3 separate regions of the Mus musculus genome follow, and regions 1 and 2 are each linked to region 3. A link is a contact called in public Hi-C data. All regions are on one chromosome and are shown on one strand. The core of a region is the stretch at or near the end of the contact, and the rest is flanking DNA. Distances in the headings are between cores, read along the strand shown.

Region 1 (3,888 bases), core at 379-2,878, 460 kb before region 3:
TACTTTGAAATAAAGAGCTTTGTCGATCTCTTGAAAATTATGTGATTTTTATGATAGCATTAAAAATGTGTGCACTGGTCTGGGAAGATACACTCACTTTTAGTGTCTATGCTGAACTGGTTCTACAATACAAAATTCATATAATCTCAAAGTTTTTTATATCAAATGCTAAGTAGTAGTTCCATCAAATTAATACTATCTTTCATATTAATTGTAAATGACTTTAATACATAACATACTATACATGCTGTGGAAACCACTGGTATCAGCTGTTATTTAGGGAGCAATGACATTGATAAAAAAGATTTGTTATTGCCTAGTCCAATCATAACCTCTATTTGTTGTGGAACATGATTTCAAAGAGGCAATGAGTTGTGGTACAAGAACATGGCAATAAGAATTATTTTCCACAGAAGTCTATGAGTTTATTGCAGAATCTGTTAGTATGCTACATATGTAAAACCCTGAAGACCATGGAAGAGATCAACGACATAAGAACTGCTAACATTTACATTGTTGTCTTAAACTCACATTCCTCAAAATAAAGCAAAGTATATGAACTAAATTTAATCTGAGCCAAGAAAACAAGACTTACTTTGCATATATTATAATACTAGATGGTGAAACTACTATAGTTATATTGAAACAATTTAGGAAGTATGATACCTGTACAAAGAAGAGTAGCACACCAGAAAAATATAATATAGGATACAGAAATAAACCACAGAGCTACTGACATCTGATTCTTAGGAAAGGTACCAAAATCCTCCATTGCTCAAATTGCAGTCACCATAGCAATCATTGTGGGAAATCAAGATACCCAGATATAGAAAGTACAATGGGGTCCATACCCCTTAACCTATGCAAATAATCAAGCTACACTGTGAAGTAAGACATAGATCATTGATATTATGAGAGGGAAACAATTTAAGACATAGCAGGAGGCAATTCCTTTCTGAACAGGACTAGCAAAAATAGTAACCTTCATTTTTTTTCTTTATTCAGGGGCTTTCAAATACAAGTATGTAAACTGTCACTTGGGGACAAAAACAAACAAACAAAAAATAATGCTTCTATCCATCTTGGGGAGATTTGAGCAACATTTCAGTTCACTCAGCTTCTTACTTTTTCTCTCATTCTCATACTTCCCATCCTTACAAGCATCCTTGCTAAAAGGACTTTGAGAAAATATTCTTTATCAGATCTTATGTCTTATGTTGTATCTTCAAGGACATCCTGATCTAGGACAGTTGGTATCAGAAACAGTCTTAGTAAACAAATTCTAAAATGGGATTTAGAGAATGAATCACTTGCTGGACAGCTGGCAGTGTCAGCACTCTCAGTACTGGTAGGTAGAATATGAATAGCTCTTGGCATGCTATGCCACTATAATAGCTAAAATATTTACCATTGATGTTCTGGAATGCAATTCTTTTACAAAGACGATTTTGTGTAAGTTTCAGTGTTAACTTAAATTTGTAAAGTACAAGGAAGACCTAATCTTAAGGATGTTAAATTGGATCTCTGTTGATTATACATAGCAAACAATGGCTAAAAAGATCAGAATGAGATCCTTCCCATCTCCATCTGTACCACAGAGCTGAGGCTGTTCCACAGCCCTCTGTATGCAGATCTACAAAGACAGAGCTGATCTCCCAGGAGTGCTCACCCTCCTCAGCTCAGAGGTGAAATCACCACTTTTTCTCCAATAACTGTCCAAATTGGGACTATCAGGGAGTGCACACTGGAATAGTGGAGCAGCTGGGACAGGATCCTTCCAGTCACCATTTTCCTCCAAGAGCTGGGAGGTGTTCCACAGCCCTCTGTAAGTGATCCCGCCAGGAGAGAGCTGGTCTTGCCAGGAGTACTGATACAGGCTTACAGAACCACAGTACATACAAGCTATAGTCAGAGACAGCAAAACCAACTAACACCAGAGACAAAGAGATGGTAAGAATAAGCATAAGAATGTTACCGACAGAAAGCAAGGCAACTTGGCATCATCAGAACCCAGTTCTTCTACTATAGGAAATCCTGGGTATCTCAACACACCAGAAAAGCAAGATATATATTTAAAATCATATCTCATGATGCTGATGGAGAACTTTACAAGGTCATAAATACCTCCCTGAAAGAAATACAGGAGAACACAGGTAAACATGTAGAATCCCATAAAGAGGAAATACAAAAATCCCTTTAAAAATTACAGGAATACACAAACAAACAGGTGAAGTAATTGAAAAATAACATCAAGGATCTAAACGGGAAATAGAAAGAATAAAGAAGTCACTAAGGGAGACAACTCTGGAGATAGAAAACCTAGAAAAGAGATCAAAAGTCATAGATGCAAACATCACCAACAGAATACAAGAGATAGAAGAGAGAATCTCAGGAGCAGAAGACACCATAGAAAACATTGACACAACTGTTAAAAAAATGCAAAATGGAAAAAAAACTTTTAACCCAAAACATCCAAGAAATCCAGGACACAATGAGAAGACCAAACTTAAGGATACTAGGTATAGAAGCAAAGATTCCCAACTTAAAGGGCCTGTAAATATCTTCAACACAATTAACAAAAACTTCCCAAACCTAAAGAAAGGGATGCCCGTGAACATAAAAGAAGCCTACAGATCTCTAAATAGATTGGACCAGAAAACAAATTCCCCTGTCACATACTAATCAAAACACCAAATGGATAAAACAAAGAAAGAATATAAAAACAGTAAGGGAAAAAGGTCAAATAACATATAATGGCAGGCATATCAGAATTATATCAGACTTTTCCTCAAGGACTAAAAGTGAGAACATCCTGAGTAGACGTCATGCAGACCCAAAGAGAACAAAAATGCTGGCCTAGGCTACTATACCCAGCAAAACTCTCAATTAACAGAGATGGAGAAACCAAGATATTCCATGACAAAAACAAATTTATACACTGTCTTTCCAAAATTCCAGGCCTACAAAGGGTAATGATTGTAAAACTCCAACCAAAGGAGGGAAACTACACCCTAGAAAACGACAATAAAATAATCTTTAAATTTACTTTTAACAAACCAAAATGAAGATAGCCACATAAACATAATCCACCTCTACCAACAAAAATAACAGGAAGCAACAATAACTTTTCCTTAATATTTCTTAATATCAATAGACTCAATTCCCCAATGAAAAGAAATAGATTAACAAACTGGGTACATAAACAGGACCCAAAGGACCCATTATGCTGCACAAAGGAAATGCACCTCAGTGACAAAGGGAGACAGTACCTCAGAGTGAAAGGCTAGAAAACATTTTTGCAAGAAAATGGTCACAAGAAACAAGCTGAAGTAGCCATTCAAATATCTAATAATATAGACTTTCAACCTAGAGTTATCAAAAAAGAAACAGAAGAAAACTTCCTACTCATTAAAGGAACAATCTACCAAGATCAACTCTAAAGATGAACATGTATGCTCCAAAAGCCAGAGCACCCACATTCATAAAATAAACTTTAATAAAGCTGAAAGCACTCATTGTACCTCACACAATAGTACGGGGAGACTTCAACAGCCCACTCTTATCAATGGACAGAGCATGGAAACACAAACTAAACAGAGGTATAGTGAAACTAACAGAAGATATGGACCAAATGGATTTGACAGATATCTAAAGAACATTTCATCCTAAAACAAAAGAATATACCTTCTTCTCAGCATCTCATGGTACCTTCTCCAAAATTGAACATATAATCAGTCACAAAACAGGCCTCAAGAAATACAAGAAGACTTAAATAATCTCATGCATCCTATCAGGTCACCATGGACTAAGGCTGGTCTTCAATAGCAACAAAACAACAGAAATCCCACATGCACATGGAAGGTGAACAATGTCCTACTCAATGATATC
Region 2 (4,003 bases), core at 217-2,716, 510 kb before region 3:
TTTTTTTTTTTTTTTTGATATCTATATACAGTCTGAGAAGTTTAGACCCCTGATACCACTTAGAAACCAAAATACTGAATAATAGCAATGCTGGCAAGAAAATGATGCCTGAAAAGAGACAGTGGTTTTATTTTTCAGACCAAAGAAGGCTGAGCAGTAGCCAACAAATATGTTCTCCACCCTCTCTCCCTATTGGATGCTAAAAACCGAGAGTCAATTCAAGGGTACGTTTCACTAATATAGATGCCTTGTAGTAGCCTTTCATAAGAAAGAGAACAACTCTCTGACACTAAATCAATAAAAGTAGACTTAGGAAGAGGTGTGCATCTGTCAACTGATAGTTAATGCAATTCTAATGACCTATCGCAGTCTTTAATTACAGTAATACTTCACACTGAGAGTGCACAATGCCCTTTTAGTAACACTACAAACTAGAATAGCTTCTAGGAGGGTGATAGGCTGTGCCTCTTGCTTTATTTCTCTTTCCACACACAAAATTTCAGCAAGCTTACTCAGATAAAACTATTAAAACTGGATGCTGCCTCACAGCTTCCACTTAGCCACTGACAATTAAACAGGAGTACACAAGGAAGATTACCATGAAGTTGCTGGCCAGCAACCTATACTTTTGCAGTTACTCCATGCTTTTCAAAATAGCCCGTAAAAATAAAGAAAGTCATTTGAATGCATTTCTCTTTCACATAGAATAGCAAGCATTTGGCTCAACATGACGTCTGACCAGTTCTTTAGAAAACGAGCTGTTTGAGTGGGTTTCTGGAAGGTGCAGTTGGAATTACTCTTAGTTCTTCCTTCCCCTTAACAACTCTTTATAAAGACTCAAAACTACTTAGATTTTGCTGACCGTGCATCTACACAAACTTCCTTTTAATAATGGTTCCTACTACAACAGAACTCTAAAAATACATTTTTGGTTTTTGCACTAGCAATCTACCTTTAACAGCAAATACTGTCAATTTGCAATTTCAATACGATGACAATAAATTTTCCTATCTGTAAAGAGAGATTAAAGTTCTGTCAATCCACCTCTGTAAAAAACAAAACAAAACACCTGCTGGGCACTGATATTGTGGAGGGTAAGTCTTATTTTTATAAATATTGAATTTAATACATGACCTAAATATATCTCTTGCAAAGTAAAAGGTGTTTTACAAATATTAATGAATTACTATGCAAATTTTTCACAGTCTAGAGATTCTAAATCTGTGATTTTTTTTTTCCCTAACAGCTTATGATTTCCCCAGTTCAGGGTTAATTTATTTTGGTAATCTTTACTTACCTGAACTATGACATCTAAGAAATCCGAAGGGTTAATGATCTAAACCGTGAAGCCATTCAAAGCTAAGGTCCTTTTGTATCAATCCACGCTGGGAGGCTGGAAGGCTGAATACCAGCAACTAGCCTTGTGCCAAGTGAACCCACGAAGATGTCCAAGTCCAGAATGAATTCCAGAGAAGCAGGGTGCCCTTTTCCCAGCTCACACCAAAGGTACAAAGAGGCGAAGTGGAAGCAAACCCTGAAGATGCACCTGACCAACGGAATACTAATTACTAGGGGGGAAAAAAAGAGCAACCATACTTGAGTTCCACATTCACATAAGGCCAAAGAGGTCTAGGGCAGATGGTTCAAAGGAATCCTGCTCCTGCTTACACAAGGCACACACCTCCTTCCAGCCTCAGACCTCTGCAGAAAGCGGTGGCACAATTTGCTCCGAGTTGTGCCAGCATCAGTTCAAGGTCCACGGAAAGATCCGCTGGGTACCTCTTAGAGGACAGCGGTGGAGATGGCGAGTGTTTACCTCTGCATTTGAAGTGGGCTGGGATTGGGATTCACTCTCACCCTGACTACTTCCCTCGCGTTGCACCTGGTGTCTGTCAACACTGCTTTCCTGGAGGATCTCGGGAGAACTCAGTCCTCAAGCCTGTCCTGCCAGGCAGAAGCACGTCTCAACACAACACGCAGTAACTTGGGAACGCCACGGGAAACTCCGCACGGATACCCTCCCCCCCTACTCCCGCTCTTTGCTCACTTATCTGTCCGGCTCCCCGCGGTGCGCAGCGAGGGCGCGCTTCTGCGAGGGCGACCTCCCCAGCCCCAAAGGAGGCACACATACACTCACCTGGGGCCTCTCTACCCTGCCAGCAGCATCAGGCACCTGAAACCATGGCGTTTGCATTTAAAAGAATGCGCACTTGGCAAGGGGGTGGAAGGGGTGGGGGATCCACGGGCGCTCAGGGACGCTGTGCTCCCAGCTATGAGCGCCGGGCAGACACAGAAGCAGCGGACCGGCACCTGCTCAGCCCCGCAGCAGCCTACTCGTCTTCCAATCACAACGCACTCCGCAGGGCACAAGGACCCTGGGGGTCATTGAATGCTAGGGTCCCGCTCTTGATAGGGACGAAAAGGGCCATCATTATTCTTCCCTTCCCACCCCCACCCTCCACCCCCATCCCCCACACACGCTAATCCTCTGCACAACAGTCTAGGGTACCAAGTCCGGAGCCAACCAGAGCGCGCGTCCCCGGAGAGGGCGGGAGGGCGAGCGCGGGTGACTGCGAGAGGGCGCGCAGGGGCCGACTTGGGAGTGCGCATTAGAGGGAGATGCAGATCGCCGCGGGTTACCACTGGCACCTTGTCTGAGAGGCTACAGAGACTTCAGGACCTCCTGGAGAAACAGAAAGCGCTGTTGGCTAAGATTGCCAAGAGAGAGACGCTTAGTCGGCATGCGCGCGCGCGCGTACACACACACACAGACACACACAGACACACACACACACACATACACTCACACACACACACACACACACACACACACACACACACACACACACACACACACACATATGCACACACACATGCGCGCGCGCGCATCCTCCTCCAGCTCCTGGATGACTGATCAGTGCAGATGGATTCCTTTGCAGAGAAATAAAGAAGGTTGAAAGTGGGAGGGCCTCAAGCCTCCCCCTCATCCCTCCCACCACCAAAGTATTTGCATCTTAAAGCAAGAAAGTAGGGGAGTTTTAAGAAATTATTTTCAAGCCTTCCCCTCTCCCGTCAGCCTGTCTAAGAAACCTTTACCAATTAAGCTCTTGAGGCACCATGGAAGTCATAAAACTAACCAGAACTTACAATTTTATTGCTTGATAGTTTTGCCCTTTCATTCTCCTCGGACTGCCCTACTTTTTTCTTTCTTTACTTGCAGCATATGTACTCCCTTGCTGTACTCTTTAATGCAAAACTTCTGACGGGTGTGATTTCCAGGCATGGTGGAATCTAGGAGCTTCTGGAGGTCAGCAAGAGGGGAAAGAGAGAGTAGCTGGGTTTTTATTCACAATGCACGCAGCCATCTGTATGTAACTCGGTTTTGTTTTGTTTTGTTTTGTTTTTTGTTTTGTTTTGTTTTGTTTTGCCTCTGTGGGGTGCTTGATTTAACCTGGTGACTTGGTGTTTAGTCAGGGAGATGAGAGGTGAACAGATCAGTGTGCATTTCTTTGCTTTTCATTTTTCACGCCCTCCTTTTGCCCACTCAACGCACTCCACAATCAGAGAACAGACTCACCCTCAGACTCTGATTCCTTGATTTCTCATTCAGTCTATTTGGTGGATCCTTCTTGCCCTTCGCCCAATTTAATTTCTTCTGAACTTTTAACTTCTATCCCCCTCCCCCTCTGCCCAGTATTTAAAATGGACTGCACTCAAGTGACTAAGACAGGAGGATCTTGAAATCAAAGTTAGCTGGTCTACACAGAAACACCTTGTCTTAAAATAAATATAAACAATAAATACATAAGGTAAAATCGTAAAATTTATGCTACCAATCCAGTATCTTTGAACTCCTGGTAAATCTGTTACCTCTTTGTTTTCTAGTACATTACCAAAACTAAAAAGGCTTTGGAAAATATCCTTGTTTTTTCGTAGTTTGTTTGTTGATTTCCTCAAGACTATGCTTGTCTGGGTCCAGAAATACTTCATTGTCCAGATATTT
Region 3 (3,975 bases), core at 1,468-3,967:
CTATAGCTGGAACAATAAAAACTAACCAGTACCCCCCCAGAGCTCGTGTCTCTAGCTGCATACGTATCAGAAGATGGCCTAGTTGGTCGTCATTGGAAAGAGAGGCCCCTTGGTCTTGCAAACTTTATATGCCCCAGTACAGGGGAACGCCAGGGCCAAGAAGTGGGAGTGGGTGGGTAGGGGAGTGGGGGGGTATGTGGGACTTTTGGGATAGCATTGGAAATGTAAATGAGGAAAATACCTAATAAAACATTTTTAAAATCACAATTATGCCATGTAATGTTTCCTGGAAGCTGTTTTGTGAGAAGGCATATGATGCTTTGCTGAAAACAGACACCTGAGAAGGCATGTGATGTTTAGAAAACATATAAATGAATCCTCACAAGCAGGGAAAAGTTGCTCTTGCATTGCAACATTGTGCCATGCTCTGCTGGTCTTTGCTAGCTGGGTAACACTTTGCTAGTTTTGGCTGGTCTTTGTTTCTTGACTTTTTAGAGTAAAACAAGCCAAAGACCTTCTCATGGTATTCCAGCTGATTCTGGCCATTTATTCTGACTTGTGGCAATTCAGCCCAGCTTTGAAGTTTCTGCTGGATCATGCTACTACTAGTAATTCATGTTTGATGTATGTTATTAGATGAGACTGCTGGTATCCTGACAATGAAGAGTGGAATCACCCTAAAGAACTACTCCTAAACAGGTCCCCAACCCCTTTTTCCTACTAACCATCTTTCTCCCCTACCTCTGGTTCAGGGGGCTAGAATGAAGATTGACGCATTTAAGAACCCTAAAGTAGATTTTGACGAATCTGAGCCTACAGACACTATTATCTGGACTCCATGGGCACCTACCCTCCCATGTGCACAGTTTTACACATACATACACATATATGCACATTAACTGTAGAAGTAAAACAAATCTTTTTTTTTTTTTTAAATGAAAGTGTTAGTTGTGCTGCCTTTAGAATATCAGACCTTCATACTACTGCTGAATCCTTTCATGTATAAAGAAACATATCTCATATCAATGGGGACTGAAGACTATGTTCCATTGATACTTTATACATAAACCTTTATACAGTATAGGGATGTGTTTCACGGTGATTCTAGCATATGCTCATTCAGTCTGTATTTGTATGCTTTGGGTAATTTAATAAGCCATTGTGATAAAATAAAATACATTTCATCTAAAAAAAGAAAATGACACTATTTAACTTTTTAAATTGGTTATTAGGTTTTATTCATTTAGTAGGGGTTCTATGATGAGGTATACATGTAGCAGTGTATGTGAGTTGATTTCAGAAAACAAGCAAAGGGAGTCAATTTGTTCTTGATTGTAATGATGTGAGTCCCAAGGTTGGAAATCAGATTATCAGTACAGAGCCACTTTAACAGCCTTATGATAATCTTTTAACCAATTTTTAATGTGAATTTTAAAATCTCAGAACAAGGAAAGAAGCCATCTCTCTGCACTGTCAAAAAGCAACAATATTTCTATATCTTCTGAATAAAAATATCCAGTTTGGGGTTATGGAGGCAGGAAAGATCAAAACTCACTCTATTATAATTGAAAATTAAAAGCAAAGTGTTTAGTTCTTTGAACCAGACACAAGCTAGAATCCTCTGGAAAAAGAAACATCAATTGAGAAAATGCATCAAAAAGATTGATTTTTTAACTAGAACTTTGGTTCATGTTTTAGATTTGAGATTGATAGGTAAAGAGTGGTCCACTGTCTGCGCTACCCTTGGTTAGGTGATTCTGAATTGTATAGAAATCAAGCTGATTAGGCCCTGGAGAACAAGCCAACAAACAGCATGCCTCCATGGTCTAAGGTTCAGCATATCTTCATTCAATCGAATATGAACCAGAGTATGTAAGCCAAATAAACATCTTCTGTCCAAAGCTGTTTCTGTTCATGGTTTGATCACAGAAATAAAACCCTAACATAGACAAAAAGGGTGTTACCTAAACATGTTAGAAATAAAAGTAGGAGTGTCTGAATGGTGGGTAATTTAAATGGGATCAAAACATACACATCACAACCTCAACTCTGCATTGAATTATTTAAATAACCTCTATCCTTTTCAATACCTTTTAACGTCCAGGATAATGCACATCGTAGTATTTTGCTCTTAAATGTTACATGCTGTGTCTCTTTCCTCTTGTCCACATTTTTTCTCCATTGTTTCATATGTGGTAACCAATTTTCACACACACCCACTTAGTAATTGTTTACTTCAAAATCCCTATTAAACTGTGCTCAATAAAATACCATGTTATTATGTTACCATAAAATCTGTGATGTACTATAGACATTAAGCTGTATTTTTGCACATTTTTTCTGTGAAATACTGTGGTTTTATGTCTCTCTCTGTATAAATAGAGAGCACTTTTAGTTATACTTTGAACTCATACTCCTTTTCTAAAAAAAAAAAAAAATAAAAAATAAAGACAGAAAAGATCCAGTTATTGTGATTCATCATTAAGAAATACGTGTCAAGTGAATGCAAAACTATCAAAATAATAGAAAATGTAATCAGAGAAACATATTTTAAACCCTGACTTTTATTCTATAGAGGCTACAAATTTAAAAAACAAGACTTCCCAAACATCTGCTGCACAAACAGCCAAGGCTGGCCAGTGTTCACAGACGTCCTCTCACTGCCAAAAGTGGGAGGGATGCTGGCTTCCAAGTGGAGCGGATTGCAAAGAGGGCAAACTACACTGGGTTCAGGAAATGACAGCAACCTGGGAAGGAAATGGTGCCAAGATTTGTCTGAATTGCATACGTATGTCCATTTGCTCTGTAACTGCCACATGGTGAATCCATTTTGGAATGGAAGTTACAACATAAGAGATGCTTAAAAATGACTCTTCATATCAATGGAAAATAAAATTAGCCACAGATGGTGAACACCCGCTCATCTTCTACTACCTGCAGTTACAAAGGTGGTAATTTATAAGTGAATTATCTTACTTGGCTGCAACCACAGACCACAGTTAGGGAATTTCTGTGTTTCTGCTTCTGCCTCATATTTAATGCCTCACATGCTTCCTAGAGTAAAGCTTCCGTCATTATACTGAGAAAATGTAATTGTGCAGAATATGACTTGAGAGATAATGAGAAGAGGAGATGTTCATTGGACTTATCATAACCAATTTGAGTTTTAAAGGTTTATAAAGAGAACCAGAAGAATAATACTTTTATTTTATAAAACAACATAATCAATATTTTCATTTTGTTAATGCTTAGATGTGCAATGTCTTCTGAAGGTCAAGAAATATAAGATATATCAAGTCAGGGCTCTTTAAGAACTGCCATGGAGATTGGAACATTTCATTTATTTTATGTCATGTCTTGAAAATAAATTTAAATGAAATCATTTAAATGTCTGAAAACCATAATATAAAATTTAGGAACGGGTAATGAACTATATTAGAAACACATATAGCCATGACTTGTTAAGTTTGTAATAGTCACATATGGAATACACATGTATTGTATATGCATATATATTTAGAACCTAAATCATGTGATAATAAATTCTGAATGTTTAAATGTGAAAGGAAACAGTATTTTTTCCACATGGTGAGATGATATTTTCTCAACATATTTTGTTGTTTATATTTTCTTTATAATTAGTGGACTGCAACTCCTTTTGGTTGTTTAATTCTTTCTTTTCATGTATTTTTATCTATATATTTTACTTTATTTCCACACATTTTCAAAAAGTTGCTTCAAGTAAGTATCCTATCTAGGCATATGTTTCTTCACCAGAATAATCTCCAACCTCCAAGTATTTGAGATGATGTGGTACTTTTATAATTTCTTGCTCTACCGCGTTTGAGAAAAAAAAAAAAAAGATGTGATTAAAAAGTAAAAAAAAAAATCATTGTTTTAAAATTTACAAATATTGCTGCTCATCAAAATATGTATATGCATTATATACATTTAAATTAATTTATTTAATTTATA

The links. Hi-C and Micro-C count contacts between places; a contact is called where the count stands out from the background.
Region 1: a Hi-C map of cerebellar granule neurons shows a contact between it and region 3, with 2.7 times the contacts expected there. The contact joins two enhancer-like sites. A contact is called at or near these places in 4 of 484 Hi-C or Micro-C datasets (cerebellar granule neurons and cerebellum).
Region 2: a contact with region 3 is called in a Hi-C map of cerebellar granule neurons, with 4 times the contacts expected there. The contact joins the promoter of Cdh7 here to the enhancer-like site in region 3. A contact is called at or near these places in 1 of 39 promoter capture datasets (hippocampal neurons), 5 of 484 Hi-C or Micro-C datasets (brain, cerebellar granule neurons and cerebellum) and 1 of 9 other capture datasets (liver).

What each region holds. Positions count from the first base shown.
Region 1 is chr1:109,927,506-109,931,393 of GRCm38.p6, reverse strand. No RefSeq gene overlaps it. Among named protein-coding and RNA genes, the nearest start is that of Cdh7, 54 kb to the left of the region's middle. Within about 2 kb of position 1,628, at least 3 of the 459 cell types and tissues checked have an H3K27ac peak or open chromatin away from gene starts, as enhancers often do. A contact at or near this core is called in cerebellar granule neurons, where this site is marked.
Region 2 is chr1:109,981,186-109,985,188 of GRCm38.p6, reverse strand. Cdh7 (cadherin 7, type 2) reads right to left here and starts at 1,466. Exons shown (of 12, transcript NM_172853.3): 1 at 1,298-1,466.
Region 3 is chr1:109,470,608-109,474,582 of GRCm38.p6, reverse strand. No RefSeq gene overlaps it. Among named protein-coding and RNA genes, the nearest start is that of Gm22159, 150 kb to the left of the region's middle. Within about 2 kb of position 2,717, at least 3 of the 459 cell types and tissues checked have an H3K27ac peak or open chromatin away from gene starts, as enhancers often do. A contact at or near this core is called in cerebellar granule neurons and cerebellum, where this site is marked.